Regions from separate parts of the Anas platyrhynchos genome. Here region 2 is linked to region 1. The links are chromatin contacts, called in public Hi-C maps. All regions are on one chromosome and are shown on one strand. Each heading gives the region's core, a stretch centred on a gene start, on an enhancer-like site or on the middle of the called end of the contact. The rest is flanking DNA. Distances are from core to core; before and after follow the strand shown. Region 1 holds the start of CTHRC1 (collagen triple helix repeat containing 1). Region 2 has its middle 8.4 kb from the start of BAALC.

Evidence for each region. Hi-C and Micro-C count contacts between places; a contact is called where the count stands out from the background.
Region 2: a Hi-C map of liver shows a contact between it and region 1, with 2.2 times the contacts expected there. The contact joins the enhancer-like site here to the promoter of CTHRC1 in region 1. A contact is called at or near these places in 3 of 8 Hi-C or Micro-C datasets (F1 follicle, liver and subcutaneous adipose tissue).

Annotation. Positions count from the first base shown.
Region 1 is chr2:21,051,100-21,058,426 of IASCAAS_PekinDuck_T2T, forward strand. CTHRC1 (collagen triple helix repeat containing 1) reads right to left here and starts at 4,823. Exons shown (of 4, transcript XM_027452567.3): 1 at 4,548-4,823; 2 at 2,054-2,275; 3 at 1,241-1,457; 4 at 1-352. The coding sequence starts at 4,793. The coding sequence ends at 210.
Region 2 is chr2:21,137,658-21,144,984 of IASCAAS_PekinDuck_T2T, forward strand. No RefSeq gene overlaps it. Among named protein-coding and RNA genes, the nearest start is that of BAALC, 8.4 kb to the left of the region's middle. Within about 2 kb of position 4,339, at least 4 of the 8 cell types and tissues checked have an H3K27ac peak or open chromatin away from gene starts, as enhancers often do.

The DNA of each region.
Region 1 (7,327 bases), core at 3,573-6,072:
ATATCAAAAAAGGAATTATAGAAGTTAATGAAGGTTTTTTATATTTATATTCTAAAATGATTATTATAAAAAACCTCTGCAATGTGCAAAAAAAAAGGTAGACAAACACTACAAAAGAAAGAGTTTGGTGCCTTTTAGTCAAAAACTTGCATCCAACTCTGTAATTTGTCTAGAAAATTGTACAAAATAGAGATTACAAAAAGGTAGGGTTATTTTGGCAATTCTTCAATGATGATACGGGAGACTGAATTCCATCCAGTAGAAGCATCTCCCCTTGGATAATCGGCGCAAGTCCCAACCCAGATGGCAATGTCCACCAAGCCGGCGTTGATCCCCTCACACAGACCTTCCACTGGTTAAAGACAAAACCCACGTTACCTCAGCAGACACAAGCACACCATATTTTGGATCTGGCACTGTACACAAGTGCTTAAGAATGACAGTTCATTGCAAGTTCATGCTATTTAGTTAAATCTAAATAGCGTTTTTAGAAATAAAACCTGGGTATTACTTAGAGAGTTGGCAATTCAGGTTTCAGAGCTGTGTGCTACCTTTATCCATGGTTCTCATCAATGTCTGTTACAATACATGAAGCTGGGGGAAAGCAATTCTCTGGATGCAAAATAGGAGTCTATCTGCTTCTTTACATGTCCAGATTTACAAACTGGCAGCAGCGATATGGCTTCAATCCCATCCAGCCACCATTTTTGCAGTGACAGAGTCAGTGGGGCAGGCCCATAGCTGTACCTGGAGCAGCACTGCAAAAGTTCCCTTTTATCACCTTTCTTTTTTCCCAAGCACTGCTAATTGGAGGTGGGTTAATGAAAACAAGTGTGTTCTACCCCTGGGGGGAGGAAAATCAATCATAGCCACAGATGTGAGATTTCATGCAGTCATGAAATACTACAGGGAAGAAAAAGTGCCTCTTGCAAAAAGCTGGGCTGGTGGCTTCGTGATACTCTAGCTCTGCTCTAAACTGAGAGCAAAATACAGCTTAAACCTCTGGTGCAATGCTGTTAAACCCTGAAAAATTAATGCAACTCTTTTGGTTTTATAAATAATTCTCAGTGTAAGTATCAACCAGCAGAAGGTATCAACTTCATTCTAGGCCCCTCTTCCTAAGATGCATTTATTTTAACTGAGATGCATTTAATTTGTTTATTAACTAAGATGCATTTATTAACTAAATTTGCTACTGACCTGTAACCCATTGCTGTTGGTGCAGTCTTGGCATACATACCTGAAGAAGTTCGGTGTATATTAATAGTAGAATTCAGTTCTGGACTTCCTTGATCTAAATATATTATGGCTTCAATAGGAAGTGGCCCAGCACATTCCGCTCCATTGAAAGTGAAATACCAGCGCTGACAGCAGGCATTTTTGCATTTTAGCCGAAGCGATCCGCTGAAGAGAACTCGCAGCGCGCTGTTTGAGCGCATCTTCGTAAACGTACATTCCTAAGAGGGACAAAAAAGCTTCGGTAGCAAACTGATTTTGAACCTACTCGCTAGAATTGCCTTCAGTATTTTTTGGACAATGCTTTTATTCCCTTCCTTTTAGGAAAAAAAAATGCCAATAGTGTATGATGCAAATCAGAAAGAGCACCTTATAGCTGATAATGGAGAAGGGGTATTATGGAAATTCTTAACTTTATTTAGACAAACTTGCTGTTAAGTTGGTGACCTTCTACCCTTGCACCATTGTTTTTGAAGGTTTTGTACTTTGGGTCTGCTGTGGTGGACAGAACATTTGGGTTCATCTGGACCATGCTTAAGTCTGCTCCTGAACAATGTTGATCCTCTTTTGGAGTAATAGCTAAAAACTACTTATACCAGCTCCATCGTTCTGAAATGTTATTATGGAAATTAACAACCAGGCACACTGCTGATAAACACAGTTGAGATAGATCTGAAATAACCTCTGGGAAGTTCGCCCTTACGTGTCGAAAAAGGCTCCAACAGGAAACCTGTACTATTTGTGCTACGTTGCTCATAATGTCAGACTTTAAAACTGCTGTGGTACTGCCTGAGTTGGCAAAGTAATGTTAACTTACTGCTATTTTCCCAAGATCTATGCCATAATTAAGTGCGCTCCACGAACACTGCTTGAAGTTGGGTGTCCAGGACTCCTCGACGCTCTCTCGCATGCACTCTCCCTTTTCTCCCTTCAGTCCATCCCGTCCTGGGATTCCCGGTGTCCCAGGGATCCCGTTGGTTCCTGGGTTTCCATCCCGTCCAGGAACACCGCTGGGGCCTTGTAAGCACATGCCATTGTACTGAAAGACAGAGCAGAGCTTGCTGACACCATCCATTAACTCAGAGCATAACCAAGTTAATCAAACAACAACGAAAATTCAAAATACCTTGTGACAAGCTAATGGGTTATTTCTGGATCATCAAGAAAATGGTTCCAGGAGATGAAAAGGCAGAAAAAATGAAATTTAAAAAGATAAGCAATGTCAGCAGAATTTGCTGTAAATTAAGACTCCAATTATTTTATGAAATGATAATCAAACTTAAAAATAGAAATCATCCTAGTCGAAGGATTAAAAACCCTGATAGAAAAACATCAGAAGGTTGAAAACATTCAAATGCAGAAACGAAAAAAATCAGCTGAGTTGTAAGAGCCCTGCTAGTCGTTGCTCTGCTCCGCACCACATGCAACAAGAAGCACGTTGGTGATGGCATGGGTTTGGGCAGCTGCACGCTGCCAAAACCTGATCTCCAGCTTCCCATGCACAGCAGTGGAAGCACATGCACGAAATGGTGGCATGCTCACAATCCCTCAACATTATGATATTGGAAAAGGCAAATGCTGCTGTCCCAGGCTGCATACTAGCACACGTTGCCTTCATACCTTTAGAGATTTGGCTTCACCCTGCTTGGGCAGGCTGTTAACGCAGCACGGGGCAGCTTTCCCTCCCTGGTCGGCTCTGCCCCATATAGTACTGATGCCTGTTCAGCCCCTTTTAGCCCCCTAGAGAAGGAGTAGGTCATAGCACTGTGCCCCTCCTGCAAGCTGTCAGCCCCACAGGAAACTCATGCTCCCCATCCCTTCTCCTTTGCCTCTTGGGGAGCTTTGCTCTTCTACAGTTTACTGATTTTTTTTCTGTGCTTTGGTGAAATGCATGGACTGTGCATGAATGACATCACAGGCTTGGCTGCAGTCACTCCGTGTATACAATCAGAAGGTACAGGAGGGGCTGAAGTAAGGAGAAAGATGAGCCCTAGAGTAACGAGCACTGGGATTTCCTCAGTGCTGTCACCAAAGGACGCAGTGCTTGCGAACAGCAGTGGAGCAGCACGATGACTGAATCATGAAGGTGGCATTCAACAAAAAGGCAGATGGCTGGGCAAAGTACGTGTCAGCCTAAGGATCACGAGGATTAGGCAAAGGCATTCCCGTTTCATACAGCCTGGGCTTGCTGCTCTTGCTGCCGTTCTCCCACGAGGGGGCAGGCCCGGCTCAGAGGCCGGGATGGAGCCGTCAATCTTCACAGCGAGAGCATCTTGAGGAAAAAAAAAATATATGATGTGAGCAAAAGGAATTGCCTCGGCTTTGGTCTCCAGTCCAACCAGATCCGCCTGCGCTTGCCAAATCGAGTATTGCTCATGCTTTCCTGAGTGCATAAAGCATCTATTAAAAAGAAAACGCCCGCAGGAGCAGCAGCTCCCATCTCACTCCTGCCTTCATCCTGCTCCTGAGGCGCTCGGCGTGGAGCTGGTGCTGAAGCTCCCACCCGTGCTGTGCTGCTCTGTCTGCTGTGCCCGAAAGCTGGAAGCAAGAGAAATGCCCCAAATGAGCGGCCCTAAAGCCGCTCAGGCACAGACCCCGAGCTCCTCCACGTGTGCACATTCCTCGTTCTTCACGCAAGAAAATGAAGGGGTGACGGCGTGCAAGGGAAGCAGCTTTACTCCTGGTGGTGTTTCGGCACGTCGCCCTTGGGGTCTTGCTGGAGAAACGTGAGGTGATCTGGAAGAAACGTGAAGTTGTGGGTTTTCTCCAGGAGGCGAACGGCAGCCCAGCGGCTCACGGAAATCGCTTCACATCTGCTTTTTGCATTCCAGGCACTGTAAAGTCTCTCTCCTTTCTCTCTATACCCGAGACGGGAGAGTCCCAGCACACACTCGGCTTTCTGGTTGCAGAGGGATCACAGAGGCACGCAAGAGGCTCCAGAGAAAGCGGGATGAGTACACGTCCAGACACAGGTTTCCCGGTACCCGGTGGCTGCAGAAGGGCAGCTCTTCGCCTTCTGCCAGCTCCTGTCGCCCACCACTCACTCTGCAGCCTCTCCTCTCGGCGACCACCGCTGCCATTACACGGCTCCACAGAGCTCGCCCCTTTCCCAGCTCACCGCGCACCCTTTATTCCTGCGGGGCAGCCCCCCTTATCCTCAGCCTCTCCACAGAAAGCCCCCCTTAGCCTCCCCTCCACAAAAAGCCCCCACGAAGGGCTCCCCCGGCCCGACCCAGCCGCTCTCCTTCCCTCAGCGCCCCCCCGCCCCTCGCCCCCTCAGGCCCCCGGCCCCGCCATTTTGCCCCCCTCACCGTCTCGGCCGCCACCTCCCGCTGCCTCAGCGCCTTCTGCTTGCCCCGGGGGGGCTCGGAGCCGCCGGGGGGGGGACCCGAGCCCAGCAGCAGCGCCAGGAGCAGCAGCGGGGCGCGGAGCATGGCGAGAGGGAGGCGGGCAGGGGATAAATGGAGCTTTTCACGGCTCCCAGCCCCAGCTCCCTCCCCGGGGAGGCCGGGAACCGGGCGGGAGCGGCCAAGGCAGCGCCGGCCCCCGGCAGCCATTGGCAAGGGGCCGGGGGGCTCCCGCCCCCCTCAAGCCCCGCTCCGGGCACCCGAGGGCTGCAGGGGGAGTAGGGGGGGGGGTGGCACCAAACCCTGCCGGGCACCGCCACCTGAAGGCTTTAACCACCCGCCCGGCTGAGCCCGGTCGATTTGACACAATAAAATGTTGGTTTGTGTGTAAAATAACGCTTCTTTTCTTGGTGGTAGCGGTATACGGGCTGTACGCTGAGTTATACAGGCTATAATGTATGCCCGGTAGCGTTACGAGTGGCAGCACCTCGATGGGTAACGGGTGTGTTGCAGCCTCTGGGGCTCGCAGAGGCGGCTTCCAGAAGGGGGAGATACGCCTCAATACATTGTTTTGTGAAGTATTTATCAAAACCGCACATTTCTGCTGCAGGAATGCACGTTACGAGGCGCTGAGCCATCCGCTCTTTCACGCTGTACAACCAGAGCCCTGTGTACATAAAGCCCCCTTCCACGGCAGCACTTCACGTGCCTGTCTCTAACAAGCAGGTATCTCCATTTTGAACTAAAAGAAGGGAGATTTACATTAGAGTTTATGAGGAAATTCTCCACCTAGAGGGTGGTGAGGCCCTGGCACAGGCTGCCCAGAGAAGCTGTGGATGCCCCATCCCTGGAGGTGCTCAAGGCCAGGCTGGATGGGGCTTTGGGCAGCCTGGGCTGGTGGGAGGTGTCCCTGCCCATGGCAGGGGGATGGAATCAGATGATCTTTAAGGTCCCTTCGAACCCAAACCATTCTGTGATTCTTTCCACTCCAGGCATCAGCAGGAGGCTGAGATGCAGACCCCAAGCTGCACTGTTCCCAAGTGGCCCAAACGCTGGGACTGACACTGGCTATGTCTGAGGTACAGCTGGAGGTACACCCTCAATCACAATGCTGCCCTAAGCCAGGTGGGAAGATTTAAGGAATGATGTACGTGCTTAATTACAGCAACAGCCCCAGTGAATAACCATGAACATGCACGTGCAGAACATTTCTTGCGCAACGGCAGGACACTGCTGGTAAACCTTCGGTTTGCCAGGTCGGTGGCGCTGCTGTGAAGGTGGTAACGTGTGACTGTTCTGCAACTCACCTGTTTGCACAAGCGGGGCATCATTGCCCAGGTGTCTGGGGATCCCCAGCATCAGCACGGACCCTTCCCAGACTGCTGAACTTTTGTATCACCGAGGGTATTTCTTCATGAGGTGTGCTACAGATGAAGTGCGCAGCACAGCAGTGCTGCAGACCTTCATAATACCATGCTTATTATTTTAGGTATCAAAATGTGCACATGCATCTGTATGCATTTTCCCAGCTAGGTTTGCTCACCCTTAGAGTTTAGGTCTAGGCTAGAAGCTTTCAAATGCGAAATTTGTGAATTTCCCTGAATGTTGGAGAAAACCTCAAATTGAATCAGTAATACTGATCTGCTTTGCCTTAGATATTTCCAGGGCAACTGGGGCTGTTGTAATTAAACTTGCCTGACCATCTTTAAGCAAGGATCCATCTTGTGTCAACCAGTGATTCCTTCATCTTACCTATTTAGCCATATGGAGCATTTATTTTTTATATGCAGTCTTGCCAATGGAGATACATGCATCCACTATTTAAATATCACTAAAATCTTCTACACAAGCAGGCTGTACAACCCAGGTGTGCTCACTGTGACACTGTTGGTGCACGGCACGTAGCAGATGCTCACGACACTAGGTTGGTGCCATGCGTGCAGTCTCCCTGCTGCAACTGGCACTGTTTTCCCCTCCTCTCATAGCCTCTCAGCACCCCAAAAAACAGCCACAGAGTTTGGAGAGAAAGATGTGCTCATACACACCAGTGTTTCCACTCACCCCACCTATAAAAGGCTTAAATTCAAGGGCCTGCCCATTGTGTTGCTGGGGCTCTGCTTTTCTTGCACACTCTTTGACTTTATAAATACTGTTAGTCATGATTTTTATTTATTTATTTATTTATTTTATTGAACCAGTAAATAAATGGCGCTCATTCATTCCTCTTCAACTGCAACTGCAGTAGGAAAAAATAAGAGCATTTTCTAATGGAAACCCATTGCCTATGGCTAGTGCAGAGGTTGGGACTGACAGACCAGGTTCCAAGTCTGGTGAAATAAACCCAAATCTGGTGGAAGAGCCCCAAACAGATTTGGAAGAACAGATCACCTCCTTACACAGGGAGGAGAAGCTTTATCATTCAGACATGGTTTCTTCTCAGATAGGAACTACGTTACTTCTGGCTTTTCACAACCAGGAAAGCCAGGCTTAGGTGTCTAAATATTAATTCAATGATGAGGATCTGGAGCCAAAAGGGGCCCAGTGTGGGAAGTGCCAAGTCCTGGACCTTTCATCTGCCTTTAACTCTTACTGCTTCCTAAGTGTCCCCGCTCTGCTGTGCCTGGGGATTCTGGCGCTGAGTGGCAGTCCTGGCTGCGTGCTGCTGTGGGGAGCTTGTGTGTGTCATGGGCTCAGCAGCAAAGCACACGGGGTTAACAGTGCTGTGCTCACCACTGCAACACCCA
Region 2 (7,327 bases), core at 3,089-5,588, 86 kb after region 1:
CTTTTCATCAACTACTGAACAAAGTCTCCAGCATCCCACAGATGCGGGGAGCAGGTAAGGAACTGAGGAGGTACTCAGTGTGCCATCTGCAGGAAGATCAGTTGGATTTTCCCTTTTTTGTGTGAGTGCAATTCTAGGCCCATCTTTGAGTAACTGAAATGTCCCACAACAGTGCTGTGATTCTGGAACTAAGCAACCTGAATTCTGATCATATCTGAATATATGAATATTTCTGTCTAGGTTTACTACATTTCTGAAGGAAACAATTTGCTCTGTACTTCATATAATTTTCTAATATTGATCTGATAGGCATATGAATTAAAATGAGCTGCTTTTCCATCCTACAGAAGAGTCCAGTGAGGTGTCTACCATTAGAAAAAATGAAGGGTTTTTATAGTTTGTTGTTTTTGTTTTATCCGTAGAGACGTGGAGGAAGGAAAAGAAAGAATGACATAAAGCAATATGGTTACTTCTTCCCACATTTACTTCTGAAAATATTGAAGTCGTAATTTTGATTTCACTCAAGGCAGTCTACAAGCATACAGATGCAAGAATTCAACTTTGTTCAGAGTTACAAATGTTCTGCACCTACATTAAATATTTTCAAGATATGTGTACTATGTTGTGTAAGTGAAACTGGACACTATATTTTAAAATTTGTTCTTTTTAGTCAGGTATTCTGTGTATCTGAGGAGAAGTACATTTTATTAGCTGTGTTACATCATTGGACATCATCACTCTAAGCTTGCAATATGCCTGGAAGCAGGATTGCCTCCGAAGTTTTCACACCATACGTATGAGTCAGCTTTCCTCTTGACAGGCAGGTATTTACCTCAAGGAAATGACCAAGCATTCATCTTTACTTTTATGAGTACTTGTAAAATGCAATTTTCTTGGCTCGATTACTCAAATATTTCTCTAAAACAATTTTCAAATGTATGCTATATGATTTCCACATTACTGTGCATTCATTATGTGTATCTTCCAGCAAGGAAACAATAGCATTCATTTATCTTATGTGGCCATTCAAAGCAGTTTTCAATTTATTATTCACAGCTTACTGAAAATGTGATATTTAATATTAGCTACATCTGAAGGTTCGGAGAGATGTCTCCAAACAGCTCATAACCAGGAAAAGGTTAATTAACCTGCCCTTCCAATTCTTTTAATTTTTAAAGATGACTCTGAAACAAAACCTCAAATCCCAATACCCAGATAGGAAGAGTCTTCGAATTCCCACATCTGAGCCTACCAATTTAATGTCAAATTGGATTAAAACCCCCCAAAGACTAGTTTTCCAGCTTCCTCATGCCCAAGCAGCACTTAGATTTCCCAAGTTGGTGAACTGTCGTGGAAATTTCAGTCACATGAACTTCCCATAAGGGAAACCCACAGAGCTTTGCCCCTGCCCTGCACTTCTCGCTGCTGGGATCTCCTGGCACTGCCTACCACAGCTTGCCTTTCCCACTGGCCACAGCACACAAGCAGGAGGCCAAGCACCACGTGGGTGTATTGGCTTTCCCAGCAGGACATGTAGAGCTGTTACCCAGCAGGCATCCAAGCATTCTGCCTGCTGTGTTACTGACTCTTCATGAATGCAAACATTGGGCCAGACTTGCCTGCTCATCCACTTTGCTTTTCCTGTGTGCTGCGTGCAAGCTTCAGCATTGGTATGTGGAAAGATGAGATTTTACTTTTGCCTCCATCTGTCTTCTGAAAAGTTGGGAATTTAAATATTTTAAAGTTTCCTTGATTTAGGAAATATGGTTTTGTACCTTTGTCTGCATTTGGAAGGTGGCATCACCTGGTGCTGCATGAGCTTGGTCCGATAGCATTCAAGCACAGCAAGTGGATTGAAAAAACTGAGCACAGCAAGTTGTACAGTTGGATGACAATGGAAACAGGGTTTTCTGAAAGAGGGGTGCTAGATATCAAGGACACAAAGAAACGGCCTCAAGTTGCACCAAGGGAAGCTTAGATTAGATATCAGGATTCATTTCTTCATGGAAAGGGTGGTTAGGCATTGAAATGGGCTGCCGAGGAATGTGGTTGAGTCACCATCCGTTCAGGTATTTACAAGATGTGTGGATGTGGCACTTAGGGACATGGTTTAGTGATAAACTTGGAAGTGTTAGGAGATGGTTGGACTTGATAATATTAAGGGTCTTTTTTAAACTAAATGATTCTATGATTCTATATAGAGAGAGTACTCCCTATATGCTAGACGTATTTGCCATTGGGGAAAACATGTTCAACACTTTCCTGCATGTTAGGACATATTACTTTGTAACTCTGAGAGCTGCTGGTTGTTTGCAGAGCCATTCCCTTCAGTGCAGTGTTTGAAGGGCATCAGAACCAACAGTGGATGCAAATCCTGCAAGATAATGCCATGTAGCAGCAGGCAAGCTGAGATCTCCCTTTGGAAGATGGTAGATAATCTTCCTCTGGCCTCTTTGGGTGTCCCAGACCTGTCAAAATAAACTGAAGACAATGACATGAAATTATTTTCTGGAGCTGAATTTGTCAGCTGTACACCATGCTTCATGTGAGGCTGTTTAAACATCAATCATCCAAAGAGCCTGAGTGCAGTAGATAAAGTCTCCACAGGTGCAGCCAGGATAACGCAGAGGGGGGCTTCAAATTGCTCACACAGGGCATTTGTGGTGGCAGTCACAGAGGAGAGGGACATTGAATTTGTCACTAGCAGGGCATAAACCAGCCACTGGCACCTGCAGATACCTGGGTACCAGCCGTGGTGACGCTGGAGACATCAGACCACAGGCAGCACTGCATGGCGGTGGATTTATTCCCCCTAGCCAAGTCCTTGCACAGCTCCTCCCCATAAAATCTGTTTACTCTGTGCTCTGTTCCAAGACTACCCTTTGTCCCTAATTAAGAAGGTAAATCTTCAAACATGGTTATGAAGTCAGTATTTCATGGAACTGAATAGCATCCTGGCTGGGAATTTATCACTAAAGGCATTCTAGTCAGAGTGAATCTGGAGTTTTATGGCCTTAATACCTAAATCTTAATTAATATAGCTTAAACTTTTTCCTTTGCATGCATTCTCCTACCTGAATATACTATAAGATTAAGCATGTGCTGCTACGTTTTTATTGCTTATAGGTAATTCATTTGTTTTGTTATAGGCTAGATGCTATAACAGCCTAAAGCAACAGCACAGTAAAATCTACTTGTAATTAATAAGGAGGTAGGCATACACTCCACTGGCTGTGTGCTACACTAGGAGAGCTGTATAAGTGGGGGAATGTATTTGGGTTTATGTGGCAAGGTTTTGGTAGCAGGGAGCTGCAGGGGTGGCCTCTGTGAGAAGAACCCAGCAGCTGCCCCTTTTTAGATAAGGGCCAGTTTCAGCTGGCTCCGAAGGGACCTGCTGCTGGCCAGAGCCGAGACAATAAGCGATGTTGTTTGTGCCTCTGGGAGAGCAGATTTAAGAAATGGAGAAAAAATCTGCTGCTCAACAGAAGCTGGGAGAGAGAGGAGTGAGAAGCAGCCCTGCAGCCCCCAGGTGGGTGCAGCAGGAGGGCACGAGGTGCTCCAGGCAGGCAGCAGCAGTTCCCCTGCGGCCTGTGGAGAGGCCCCTGGTGCAGCAGGCTGTCCCCCTGCAGCCCAGGGGTCCCACATGGAGCAGATCTCCACGCTGCAGCCCCCCCATGGGTGGAGGAGCCCCCGGTGGAGCAGGTGGATGTGGCCTGGAGGAGGCTGCGGCCCATGGAGAGCCCCTGCAGGAGCAGGCCCCGGGCTGGAGCTGCAGCCCGTGGAGAGGAGCCCACGCAAGAGGCTCCTTAAAACAACAAGAGAGATTATCCCCGTTCAATAAGCACTTTTGACTATTGCTAAGCTTTAGCACAACTTAACTAAATCGTCTCCTGTTGTATGTCTTCCTTTTAGCTCCAGTGCTTCTGCTGAGATATTTTTAAATGGAAATGAAAACCTACCTGAGTACAATTACCCTGCATTTAATCTCATTCTTTTAAAACTCTAATTAGGAAAGGGCCTGTTTAGTTGCTCATTTCCTCTTTCACTCTGCCTAAACTCTCTTTGGCCTACAGCATCTTCTCCCTGAGACTCCCTGGAAGTTTTCACCCTTAGGTACGATGCAGTCAGTCCCAAGGGGCGAAAGGAAGAACAGTCCAGGCCAGCCGTGCCCACTGCACACCGCTTTTTACACAAAAGTGTGAAATGCAACTGTAAATATTGTGAGGTCTCAGCCATTTCAGGTTGGTACACAGCGTCTGAGTCACTGGTTGCTGCACAGTGCCTGTGTGTGCGGCGTGTGTCAGTGCAATGGGAGAAGGCAGATGATACCGCTATTATGTGGAATCACTTCCACCCACTGCAGTGACTCACCAGAACGTCACCCAACAGGATTTACATCAGCTCCAAATGCATCTCCGTTATCCACTCCCGTCTCAGCAGATTATTCGTTTCCTCCTCCGGATCCTTCTCTGGATGACAACAATACAGCTACGTGCTTTTCTACCAGAGGTGGCACAGGGCTGGAGGCTCTGCCTCTCCGTTTTCAATTCGTTTGGCAGAACTGAGTTTCTGTCACTTACAGGGGGTGCAGAAATGCAGAACTTTAAGGGCAGTATTTTCCCTTTTCATTGAATGACTGAGCCCTTTTCTCATGAAGGAGGTTTTCTTCTTCAGCTAAGATCCGTTGCCTCTTCTAGGTCCATCTACAGGTATCTTAAAGCATTGACTCATCTGCTGAACTCACGTAACTGAGCACTGATCTTCCTTTGCCAGTCTGTAAACGGCGATGATTCAGGGGTGGTTTAATCTAGCAGAAGAACCAGACAGACTCACTGGTCTCAGCTTGAATTCGCTACTGCTTATAGCACCCATGGGCAAACAAACTGCTCTGGGAAGTCAGCTGGATTTGGGAGGAAGAATCTGGTTCAGAGCAGTCAGCTACTGGCTAGTGGCAGTGCTGCATCCCAGAGCTGTGGGAGCATAAGTGATTTGGGCCTGTTAATAATATTAAATAATTAATTGCATTCTTATTTGTTTGAGGAAGTTGATTAAATTATTAGTTTCCTGGTTCTCTGCTCTGCCATACTTTGTGTATAAATGCAAGCGACATTTAAATACATTTGAGTATTTGGGCTTAAATTAAATTGGTTTACAAATTGGAACATCTCTGGAAATTTGGATTTCTGGCTCTGTACCTTATTTCTCAAACCCATAAAGAGGAAATATTCTAGAGTTGGATTGCTGCCCAAGTAAATACAGCATATAAAAGTAAAATAAAGCAATAAATAAATAAATGATCTATCAAAAATTCTCAAAACACACAGGAGAATTACTGACAGCTTTCCTGTCTCTGCACAGGGACAAGAAGTAATTTCCTGTGTGGAGCAGCAGGTGACCCGTGCTCAGGAGAGGGGGCTGCCGTCACCCACGGGGCAGCGTGTCCCCCTTGGCCACCTGGTCCTGAGCTAAGCATGGGCACATGGAGCTGGGGAACACCACTCCCTGCAGAAGCCGCTGCACCTTGGTCTCTCTGTCTGCCCTGCTCCAGAGGTGCCAGAGCTCCCTGGCTGTGCTTAAAATTTGACTTCACTTGTTTTCTCCATTGCCGGTAATTTATATTGAGAGTTCTCAGGTCTGGCTCTGTCCAAAGACCTGAAGCACAAAGAAAAGGTCTTCAAGAGAAGTTTCACTCACGTGTCCTGTAATTGAGGCCATGCACATTGAAATGTCGTATTTCACAGGTGTATCCCACTCTTCCAAGATTTTCCATGTTCTTTATTAGACAATTTCCAGGCATCACTTTCCCTTTACTAGTACCTAAGTCCATGTTGGTTTTTAGCTGCCAGAATTTTTTTCTTTATCTTCTTAAGTAACTCTTTGACCTTTGGATCCACACAAAGCAATACATCATTATAAAAATCTCAAAAATTTACCTTTCTCTAGGAATTGTTTGCAGGTGAAAGACAGGCTTTCCTACTCTGATTTCATGCCTTACTTTTATTTTCTTTTTAAACAGCAGTTCGTAATTACAACTTACCAAAGACAAGACTATGAAAGAGCTTCTCATCAGCCAGAAAGCTGTGCCCTGTCCCCAGCTGAATTACTTTCAGGATATCATTTCCTAGTCAGCACTGACACGTTCAGCAAAGATTTGGTTGCAAATAATAATTCCAACTTTTTATTAATGTTATAAATTATCCTAAGTTTGAAAACAATGATATACAACTTTATTATTATTTTCCTGAATGGCTGAATGATGAGCTGAAATGTCTGCTTTATTATTATTGTTGTTGTTGTTGTTGTTGTTATATTTAAGCAGTTACCAGATTTCAGTGTAAGATATTTTGAATGATATCTACCTACAACATTATGACTCCTTTGAAAGCACAAATTGGAGGATCTACTCATTGTATAAGAATTTGCATTTTATCAGGCTAATCATACCTGTTATCAACATGGGAAAAAGTTGTTTTACTAGAATACAGCTGATCACAAATGGCTAAAAATATTTGCTAACTTAGAGCAGTTGAGGCATGCTTTTATTTTTAAACAGAGAGGAAGGCACTGAAGTAATTTCAGTAGAGTTAGGATTTACTGAAGTGTTATTTGGCTGTTTAAAACTACATTTTTTACCAGCAAATGGGCACTAGTTCAGCAAGCCAGTTCATTTCAAGCCAGTTATAGAAACTATATGTGGAAATTTTGTGGGTTTTGTTAGCACAATGGTCCTGTTGGGCCTTAAAGGCTACTCACTCTCCAGCGTTTATTAAGTGAAACTTCTAGTCATGAATGAATATGGCATAAATATTACATAAAAGACCAACAGCTTTGAAAATCGCCTTCTCCTAAGAACTACCTGAATTTACTGTTGATACTTTCAAAGGGGAAGATGTTTGGGTTGCTGATGTACAAAAAGAGAAGTTCTCTCAACATAAGATGAGCTTTATTTATCCGTCTTCTTCAGCACACTTCGGGTCTCCTGCTGGTCTTCTCCCCTGGTTCATGAGGTGAACTCACCAGACTGGAGCTCTTCACTCTAGAGGGCATCAAGGACTGCAGATTAAAATAAATTAAGTCTGATCTTCTTGGATACCAGCTTAGTGCATGAAGAAAAACACAACACATCTGTGGAGTCTGATCAGACCCAGACCTACAGGCCAGAGAGAAAGGAAATTAAGCTCTGGTGATTTCTGGCAGTGAAGATCCTCATGCAAAAACATCAGGAGTCCTGCTCAAATTAATTCAGTAAGGCTTTGAGAGGAGGTTAGTAAAGTCAGTTCTGTCCCTGTTAACAGAAGATTTTTTTTCTATTTTCAGGAAAAGAAAA